3 separate regions of the Ovis aries genome follow, and all the other regions are linked to region 2. The links are chromatin contacts, called in public Hi-C maps. All regions are on one chromosome and are shown on one strand. Each heading gives the region's core, a stretch centred on a gene start, on an enhancer-like site or on the middle of the called end of the contact. The rest is flanking DNA. Distances are from core to core; before and after follow the strand shown.

What was found. Hi-C and Micro-C count contacts between places; a contact is called where the count stands out from the background.
Region 1: a contact with region 2 is called in a Hi-C map of hypothalamus, with 7 times the contacts expected there. The contact joins two enhancer-like sites. A contact is called at or near these places in 9 of 16 Hi-C or Micro-C datasets (blood, hypothalamus, mesenteric adipose tissue and 5 more).
Region 3: a Hi-C map of hypothalamus shows a contact between it and region 2, with 3 times the contacts expected there. The contact joins two enhancer-like sites. A contact is called at or near these places in 4 of 16 Hi-C or Micro-C datasets (hypothalamus, liver, muscle and 1 more).

Annotation. Positions count from the first base shown.
Region 1 is chr6:46,072,888-46,075,991 of ARS-UI_Ramb_v3.0, forward strand. No RefSeq gene overlaps it. Among named protein-coding and RNA genes, the nearest start is that of TRNAH-AUG, 40 kb to the left of the region's middle. Within about 2 kb of position 1,439, at least 23 of the 54 cell types and tissues checked have an H3K27ac peak or open chromatin away from gene starts, as enhancers often do. A contact at or near this core is called in hypothalamus, where this site is marked.
Region 2 is chr6:46,434,290-46,437,214 of ARS-UI_Ramb_v3.0, forward strand. All of the region lies in intron 3 of RBPJ (recombination signal binding protein for immunoglobulin kappa J region), which reads left to right. Among named protein-coding and RNA genes, the nearest start is that of CCKAR, 66 kb to the right of the region's middle. Within about 2 kb of position 1,667, at least 20 of the 54 cell types and tissues checked have an H3K27ac peak or open chromatin away from gene starts, as enhancers often do. A contact at or near this core is called in hypothalamus, where this site is marked.
Region 3 is chr6:46,038,662-46,041,480 of ARS-UI_Ramb_v3.0, forward strand. No RefSeq gene overlaps it. Among named protein-coding and RNA genes, the nearest start is that of TRNAH-AUG, 6.0 kb to the left of the region's middle. Within about 2 kb of position 1,415, at least 9 of the 54 cell types and tissues checked have an H3K27ac peak or open chromatin away from gene starts, as enhancers often do. A contact at or near this core is called in hypothalamus, where this site is marked.

The sequences.
Region 1 (3,104 bases), core at 189-2,688, 360 kb before region 2:
GAGAAAGACAATGATTCCAGTTTCACATCTGCAGAGCTGGTGGTCTCTCTGGCCGTCCACCTGGAGATGACCTGTGTTCCCCAAAACGGGCAGTTATATAGCCAGGCAAGGATCTGAGCTGGAGGCAGACTGGGTGCAGACGGAGATGGGGTAGAGATGGACGAGACCACAGCCTGCAGGTGAGTGGGCAGAATGGAAAGAGAAGGTCAAGAGGGAGCCCTGTGGCTAGTGCTGGTGGACAAAGAAGTCATCAAGGAAACTGAAGCGGACCGGGTTTAAGGTCATAGGGAAAGCAGAGGGAGTGCCCCAGAAGATTGAAGGGAGAGGACATTTGCAGAAAGAGGTGTCGATAGGCTTAAATGCAGCTGCATGTGCTAAGTTGCTTCAGTCATATCCGACTCTGTGCAACCCTGTGGACTAGAGTCTGCCAGGCTCCTCAGTCCATGGAATTCTCCAGGCTAGAATACTGGACGGGGTTGCCAATTCCTTCTCCAGGGAATCTTCCCAACCCAGGGATCGAGCCCGTGTCTCTCACATCTCCTGCACTGGCAGGCGGGTTCTTCACCACTAGTGCCACCTGAGATGGGCAGCAGAGCCATCAAATAAAATCTGAGAAGTGGGCTGGGGCTGAGCAGCAAAGAGGGCACTGGGGCCCCAGGGTGGGCTGAGGGCCATCAGGGAGTCAGAACTCAGGGTTCTGATTGGGCTGGCCGGCAGAATGTGGACAGTGGGTCGGTAAACGAGAATTAAGGATCAGGAGACCTTTTGTGTGAAGATGACAGAGTTATGTGGTCAGTAGTGGGAGCTAATAAAGAGAAGATGTACGGAAAGTAAGGTGCTAGAAGGAGCCTTAGGAAGATGAGACGTGCGGGCTCGATGTCACTGAGAGGATCCAAGGCTGGGCCAGGGTCTTTGCCTTACGCCCCCCCGGAGGGGAAAACGGCCCACCGTGGGGCTAGGAAGCCGAGCGCCCGGCAGGGCTAGGCTGGGAGATGGCGCAGAGAATCTCCAGTCTGAGCAGCGGCCAGAGGAGGGCAGAGAGAACGGGGAGGGGACGGAGGAGAAGGCGGACACTAGTGACCCGAACTCCCCCGTGGGAGGACCGGAGCCGCCGGCGCTTTGACAAGCATCTTCAGGGAGCACCAGAGACTCAACGACCAGCCGGGCCTGGTACGCCCTGCTGAGCCCGCGGCGGCACCCTCACCACCAAGCTCCACCGTGTGAGGGTCAAGACGCTGGAGCCGCCAGAGCAGACGCGGGGATGCGGCCCGAGACGGAGGACGGACTGTAAGATTTTGAAAGCAGATGCTTTAGAGGCACGGAGCGCGAGCTGCGGAGTTGAACACCCGGGAGGAAGCGGTCCGCGGTCCCCGCTCCATCCCTCCCGGATCCCCTGGCCCCAGGCTCCCGGCGAGGAAGCAGCTCCAGGAAGCCCAGGACCTGCAAGCGAGCCGGGAGGGGGCAGCAGCGCCCCGCGAAAGCCGCTCTCCGGAGCCTGCGGGCGCGGGAGGCGAGCGGCTGCTCCCCACAGGTGGGTGGGGGCTCCACGGACCAGGGCGCCCCCCGCCTCAGCCCCCTAGCCGGCCTGCTGCGACTGCTGCGCCCCTCAACCCCGACCACGGGCCCGGGCATTTCCTTCTGGGCCTCTGCCCTCTGGGGGCAACCTCCAGAAGCTGTCCTCCGGAATCTGCACGGAGCGCTCAGTAGTTAGGGTCACTAGTGTACACCTTCTCCTCCGTCTCCCTCCCTGCCCTTCTCTGCCCAGGAGACTGGGGAGCCTCCACACCACCTCCTAACCTCCCCGCCACCCGCACTGGGCGCTCAGGGCGCTCCGGCTTTCCGGCCCCACAGTGGAGGCTCGTGCAAAGACCCTAGCCCAGCCTTGGGTCCTCTCACCGTTGTCAGATGAGATGATTAGATGGCATCACTGACTCAGCGGACATGAGTTTGAGCAAGCTCCGGGAGACGGTGAGGGACTGGGAAGCCTGGCATGCTGCCGTCCAGGGGGTGGCAAAGAGTCAGACACAACCGAGGGACTGAACAACCACTGTTATCAAGCCAGCATTTCTCATCTTTCTAAGGCTCTTTCCTGCATCTTACTTTCTGTTTTCTTCTCCTTATTCGCTCCCACTAGTGCATAACTCCATCCTCCCCTCACCTCAGACCAGCCCTACTCCTGATTCTACCTTAGGGAGCAGAGACCCCACTTCTTGCTTGGGCCCCTCTCCAGAAGGCAACTCCCTCCCCCCATTATGTGTGAGGAGCCCTGGGTGGCCTGCAGCCCTGCTAGGAAGGCCCCAGGGGAGGCCAGCACGTAAGAGCAGCCTGGGGGCAGCCTTGCAGGCTGACTGTCTGCTCCCCAGGACTGGGAGCCCAGCCTAGCCCTGATGTCCTGAGACTCAAGAGTAGCCAGTTGCACAAATATAACTCACACCACATATCCACTGTGAAGGGAAAACAGAGTAGCATTACTTTGCTTAGAACTAATCTGGTCTTTTTCCTCTCAGCCACACCCACTAGTTAGTGGGCTGGGGAGGATAAACTAAATGTCAACCCAGTTAGACTTTGAACTGATACTTCAGACCCTGTGGATAATGTTTGGTCTTGAAAAACACTCCGAGTCTCCAGGAGCCCCTGCTCCTCCTGTCTGCCCACAACTAGAGGCCCAGGCATATGGAGCAAGGGGCTTTCTCCCCTTTCCATGGCACCAGGGGCAGTGAGTTCTTGGGTCTCACGAGGGCCATGGATGTGTGCCATCCATTGGTCTTTGGGGAGACATTCTTTTTTTCCTTACTGGGTCATATTCGACCTCCAGGCCCCCAGTACTCAAAATATGACCCATTCTTCCAGCTGAGGAAATGCTCCCGGTGAAGATTTCATGTCTTGGTCTCAGTTGAACTGCAGCATCACGGGCTTGCCACTCTGTTAGCTGGGAGGTCCCTTTGTCTCCAAACTGCAGACCCCCTCAGTGGGCCCACTGGCTTCCAACTCAGCATCTGACCCCTATGAGCCTGAGGGTAGCCCAGGGAAGCTGAATATCAGGCCTTGCCCAAGCTTTCCAACCAGAATTCCTTTTCTGTGACTGTGCCCTACATTCTAAAGGG
Region 2 (2,925 bases), core at 417-2,916:
GTATCCCACTTATGTTAGTGGTTAGTTTTAACCTTTCATTGAAAACGTTCTTTACAAGATTGAAAAGTAAACTTAAAATTATTTTGTCTAGAGGAAAATTTCCATTAAAAATATGGAAATGCAATTTGATGTATTAACATTTCTTCAACTTTGTGTTAGGGGAAGTATGAATAATCATCAAAGGGTAATTATTCTGCCAAAATAGTCAGATAATGTAAATGATGTGTTTAGGTTTTGTCTGATATTATGTATTGGGCTGAATAAAAAGACTTCTTTGAATCTGTAAGGTATTTTCCAGACCTCATCTTAGGATTTGAGGGAAAAGTTGTTGAATCATTCTCTGAAAATAAAGACTGATTGTTTGACTTAGGAAATGAATAAAATCATAAATGTGTGCATATCGCCACCAAGTGGTAGATAAAAGCATTGTTTGCCTTAGTTGCTTAGATGTAGCTACTGGGAAAGATTAGAAAATAAAGGCACATTGTTTCATAAAGTATGCTTTCATAGCAGCTGTTAAACTCTGAAAGGTGAGCACTTGATTTCAGACTTTTCACTAAGTGTTTGGTACATATTGAGCATCTGTCGAAGTTAAAAACATCAATTTGCATACTACTATAAAGGTATATAATTATTTTTTCTTCTGTTAATTAGGTAATATTCTTTCCTTCCCTTCCTTCATTTCTTTTTATTTGTCTGTAATTTTTAAATTGATGATTATCTTCTGTTTGATTATTATATTACTGCAGAAGTCTCTGGAGATGAAGATTTGAATTGTTAGGTGATTTTTTTAGGGGGTGGCAATATTGGGATGTTTAAAATAAGATTTCATCATCACATGGTAGAAATAATGTTAATTTTTTTTTTTTTTTGCTATTTTTTGCTATTTTCTTGCATCACAGCTTTTTAAAAATTAGTTGTAGAGTTGATTTAAAACTAAGGCTAGTTTAGAGACAGTTGAAGACTCTTCATTTTTCTTAGATTTATTACATGACTGGAAAGCACTTTCAGTATAGAACCTTAGTCAGTGTTCTAAGTGATAAAGAATTTCTTGACAGTCTTTCTGATTTTATGCCCTGTTGGTTTCATACCACTTCATCTCAGTACTTTTGAGAAAACCAGCACTACTGAGTCTTCTGGGCTTTCCTCATGGCTCAGTTGGTAAAGGATCCGCCTGCAGTGCGGGAGGGGTTGGGAAGATCCCCTGGAGAAGGGAAAGGCTACCCACTCCACTATTCTGGCCTGGAGAATTCCGTGGACTGTATAGTCTATGGGGTCGCACGAGTTGGACATGACTGAGCGACTTTCATTTTCTTTTTCACTTTCACTGAGTCTTTAACAGTTTTAGACCTCTTTCCAGGTGTGAAATAAAAGTATCTTTTGTGATAACTTGTTGGGATTTGATTACTATATTTGGTACACTGTACTAAAATGCAGCAAGTTTTATAGCTGGTATACCAATTTACTAAGACGTAGTACTTGTCAGTGTTCAATAAAATACTAATAGGAGATAAGTTTTCCAAAATTGATGCCTTCTCAGCTTCCTAATAGTGTGCCAGCTAGGAATTTGAGTCTGTGCCATGGTAAGTATTGGGTAGTTCCCAGCCTTAGAGGCCAGAGAGATCCCTGGTATAGACTTGAATGAGCAATTTCCAGAACTGGCCCAGCTAATCTAGGCATCCCTCCAAATTTGGAGTGACCTGGAGCTGAGCCCAGTGCCTCTGCTGTGACCTCTGTACTCATGGCAACAAGGAGAGTATACAGGCAAAAAAGCCACTCTGATTCCCTTCTCTTGGCTTAGACAAGTATGAGCAGACCCTCAGAAGGTTTCCTTCTCTCACAGCCTGACCCTGCCGGCCTACTAGGTCTGCTCCCTTTACGCCTGGGTCACATCCTATTGTTCTCCTCTGTGCTCCAGCCACACTGGTCTGTTGTTTCTCTGCTGTTTCAGTCCTCCCTACTTCAGAGCTTTTGTGCTTGCTGTTCCCTCTTCTGAAATGCTCTTCCCCAGATACCCATGGCCATAGGTCCTAACTCAGGGTCACTTTCTTCAAGAAATTTTCCTTGGCTACTCTGGTGGCCACTTACATTTTTAAGTACCCCTTCCTTGCTTTATTTTTCCCCTCACCAGCTAAAGTATGTATGTTATTTTAGTCATCTACATTTTTTAAATTGTCTTTCTTATTAGAGTATGAGTTCCATTAGGGCAAGGATTTTTGTTTAACTACTACTATTTTTCCAGTCCCTGATACAGACTAGGAATGTAGTAAATTTTTGTGAATTAGTGAAAATTAAACGCAGCTCACTTCTTATAAATTGTGTGTAGATTGCCTCTTAAGTAGTAGTTTTTGGTAAAGTTGAGCAAAATGTGGATACCATTTATTTTGATTCAATTCAGTCAGTATTATAGTAGGTGCTGAGGGGGAAGCAAACAAGTAGATACTACTCTGCTACCTTTAGGATGGACCGAAACTAAATCCAGCATAAGGGTATCTGTGTGTTTCTGTGCATGCACGTGTGTGTGTGTGTGTGTGTGTGTGTGTGTGAGAGAGAGAGAGAGAGAGAGAGATGCATGGATACACTTCTTTTAAAAGTCTGTACATTGTTGGCCCAAAAAGTGGTAAAAAAGCATACTAAATTAGCTGCTAAATTTTAGAATTAGGAATTTCATATAAAACTTGATTTTCGGTGACTATTGGAAAATTGGAGGATGTGACCAACACACGACCTCCATGCCCTTAGTTCAGCCATGTGGGGATGCTTGCAGTTCTCAGTTGTTTCCTTGTCATCAGAGCCACACACGAGTGGGTGATGACCTTTGCGGTTAAGCTTTTTATTCCCTTACAGTGAACTTAAAAGAATTAAGATAGAAATTTCTATGCTTATAACTATATGAAAAGTGGGACTTGCCTTGAGGGTTTTGCG
Region 3 (2,819 bases), core at 165-2,664, 400 kb before region 2:
GGCTATGATCCCTGGGTTGAGGAGATCCCCTGGAGAAGGGAACAGCTACCCACTCCAGTGTTCTTGCCTGGAGAATTCCATGGATGGAGGAGCCTGGTGGGTTATAGTCCATGGGGTCGCAAGACATGACTGAGCAACTAATACTTCCAGTTTCATGTGGTACAGAGAAGGACAGGAGGACAGAGATGGAGCGAGAGCACACTGGCAGTTCACGGGCAGAATGGTGGGGAATGAGGATGAAAGACCTTCCTATTTTGTGTTTAATTAGCACATAGTAAGGTGAAGTGTGTAGGCTGGATAAAATCTTAGCTGAGTCTTTTACTGGTTATATAACCCGGGCAAGTTGCTGAATTTCTCTGTATCTTTGTTTCTTCCTTTGTACACAGGGAGTAATAACTATATATATAAAATGGGATTTGTGAGGACTAAATGAGTTCATCTATGTTAAGTACTTAGAGGGTGCCTGGCACAGAGAAAGCACTCCATCTCACCTTCTTTTTCCGTAAGATCTGTGCCTGTTACGTATATGTGCATCTAGTATGTGTCTTCTGAATGCTGCACACGTCCCCATGGTGTGTGCCCACCACATTTTATCCAAGGAAGCACAAGACACCTCCAGTCCTCTGTCTACTTGCATTTGGATAACTGGAATCACAGGTATGTGTAGAATTCAGAAACAAGATTAGATGGCTGTGAGTAACTGCTGTGTGAGTATATTGAAACCCAGGCTGGCATCTGTAGGGTCAGCCTGAAAATGGGGTTACTTTGAAGCATTTGTCAATGGGATTTGAGCTAAAGGCACTTGGCAACAGTCGCTTGACTGAATTTTAACTTTCCAGAAGTAGAAGGAAATTGGGCCTGTTCTTCCATTACACGGTGATCTCTGTAAGGGTGGAGTCCATGCCTTACTTCACTAACTGAAACTTACTCCTCTGACCCCCACCCCTGCTGGAGAATCAGGCATTGTCATCAGCCGAGGAAACTGAGGTTCAGAGGAATGAAAGAACTTTCCATGGTGGAGGCAGGATTGAAGTGAAGCCTGGGCTTGATCATTCCTCCAGATTCCCCCTCTTAAGACAGTAGCAGGGAATCTGGCCCATGGAGCTAGAAGTCACTTTTACTTATGTCTGGGAGCTTGGGTTGATTCTACATGCTTGAAACAAGTGAGAAGTGCCAGAATCTGTTGTCAAGGGGCCGCAGGCAGACCTTGAGATGGAGTCAGAGCCAAGAGCATGTGAGAAGTCACTCTGGAACCATCCAAGGGACACTGGGAATCTCTGGGCTGGTGTTTAGGAGAGATAGACTCAAAGGACTAAGGTCGTCGTGGAAGGACAGATAATTGGTAGCCTTTTATGTTTTCACTGAGTGGTTGCTGGAATGCCCCATTGTGTCATTGTTGAATGAGTGCCTTTGTAACTGAAATCTCTGAGACTTCTCCAGCTAGGAGATGTGCACTAATCATAGCTCCGTCACTATCGAGTGTGGTTCATCTGGGCAGTTTCTTGGCCTTCTAAAGATGTACATGGACTGTTTAGCTATGCCCTGTAGTCCCAGCAGGTCTGGAGTCAGTGTTAACAACAGATCCATTTTCCTAAAGCACCATTTCTCTCATGCTCCTGCTGGATTAAAATCCTGCAGTGACAGCCGTTACCTCCAGCTGCTTCTCAATCACTCAGTCACATCCAATTCTTTGCACAATGGCAGTGGACTGTAATCCATCAGACTCCTCTGTCCATGGGATTTTCCCAGCAAGAACATTGGAGTGGGCTGCCATTCCCTCCTCCGGGGGATCTTCCCAACCCAGGGCTTGAACCTGCGTCTCCTGCATCTCTTCCATTGCAGGTGGATTCTTTACCGCGGAGCCACCGGTGAACTCCCATTACCTCTAGGCCAAATACCACCTGTGGAATGGTATTAGTGTCCCCCACGGCCACTTCAAGTTCATGTGCTGAACTCATAATGCCCAGTGTGATGGTATGAGGAGGTGAGGTCTTCAGGAAGTGCCTAGGTCACGAGAGTGGAGCCCTCATGATCGGGACCCCAAAGAGCTCCCTAGCTTCTTCCAGATATAAGGTTACAAAGAGAAGTTATCAGCCCACCACCAAGAAAGCCTTCTCCAGAGCCTGACAGTGCTGGCCCCTTGATCTTGGGCTTCCAGCGTCCAAACTGAGAATAGATCTCTGCTGTTTGTAAGCCACTCAGTCTCTGATAGTTTTGTGATAGTCGCCTAGATAGACTAAGACAGGCTGCAAATAAAAAACAGTGTGTATAGTTTCCTGTGGCTGCCAGGACAGACTTGGCGGATGAAAACAATAGAAATCTATCCCCTCGTAGTTCTGGAGGGCACAAGTCTGAGGTCAAGGAGTCAGCAGAGTCGGTGCCTTCTGGAGCCTCTGAAGGAGAATCCTTCTCATGCCCTTCTCCTGGCTTCTGGGAGCTGCTGGCAATCACTGGCGTTCTTCAGCCTATAGATGGAGCGCTCCAGTCTCCACCTCATCTCCGTGTCACCTTCTCCTCTGCGTCTTCTCTCCTTTTGTTTCCTTCTTAATAGGGACACTTGTCCCTGTTGGATTTAGGGCCCACCTGAATCCAGGATGATCTCATCTCAAGACTTTGAACTTAATTCCATCTGCAAAGACCTGTTTTCCAAATAACGTCACATTCATAGATTCCAGGACAAGGACGATTCTTTGGAGGGGACACAATTCAACTCACTGCACCATGTTTTAAATGTGAAGACTTTATTCTTTTCACCCAACAGGAAGTCTAGAGGTCTGCAGCTGTCAGCCCTAGTTTGCGTCCTTGCCTGTCTGCGGTCC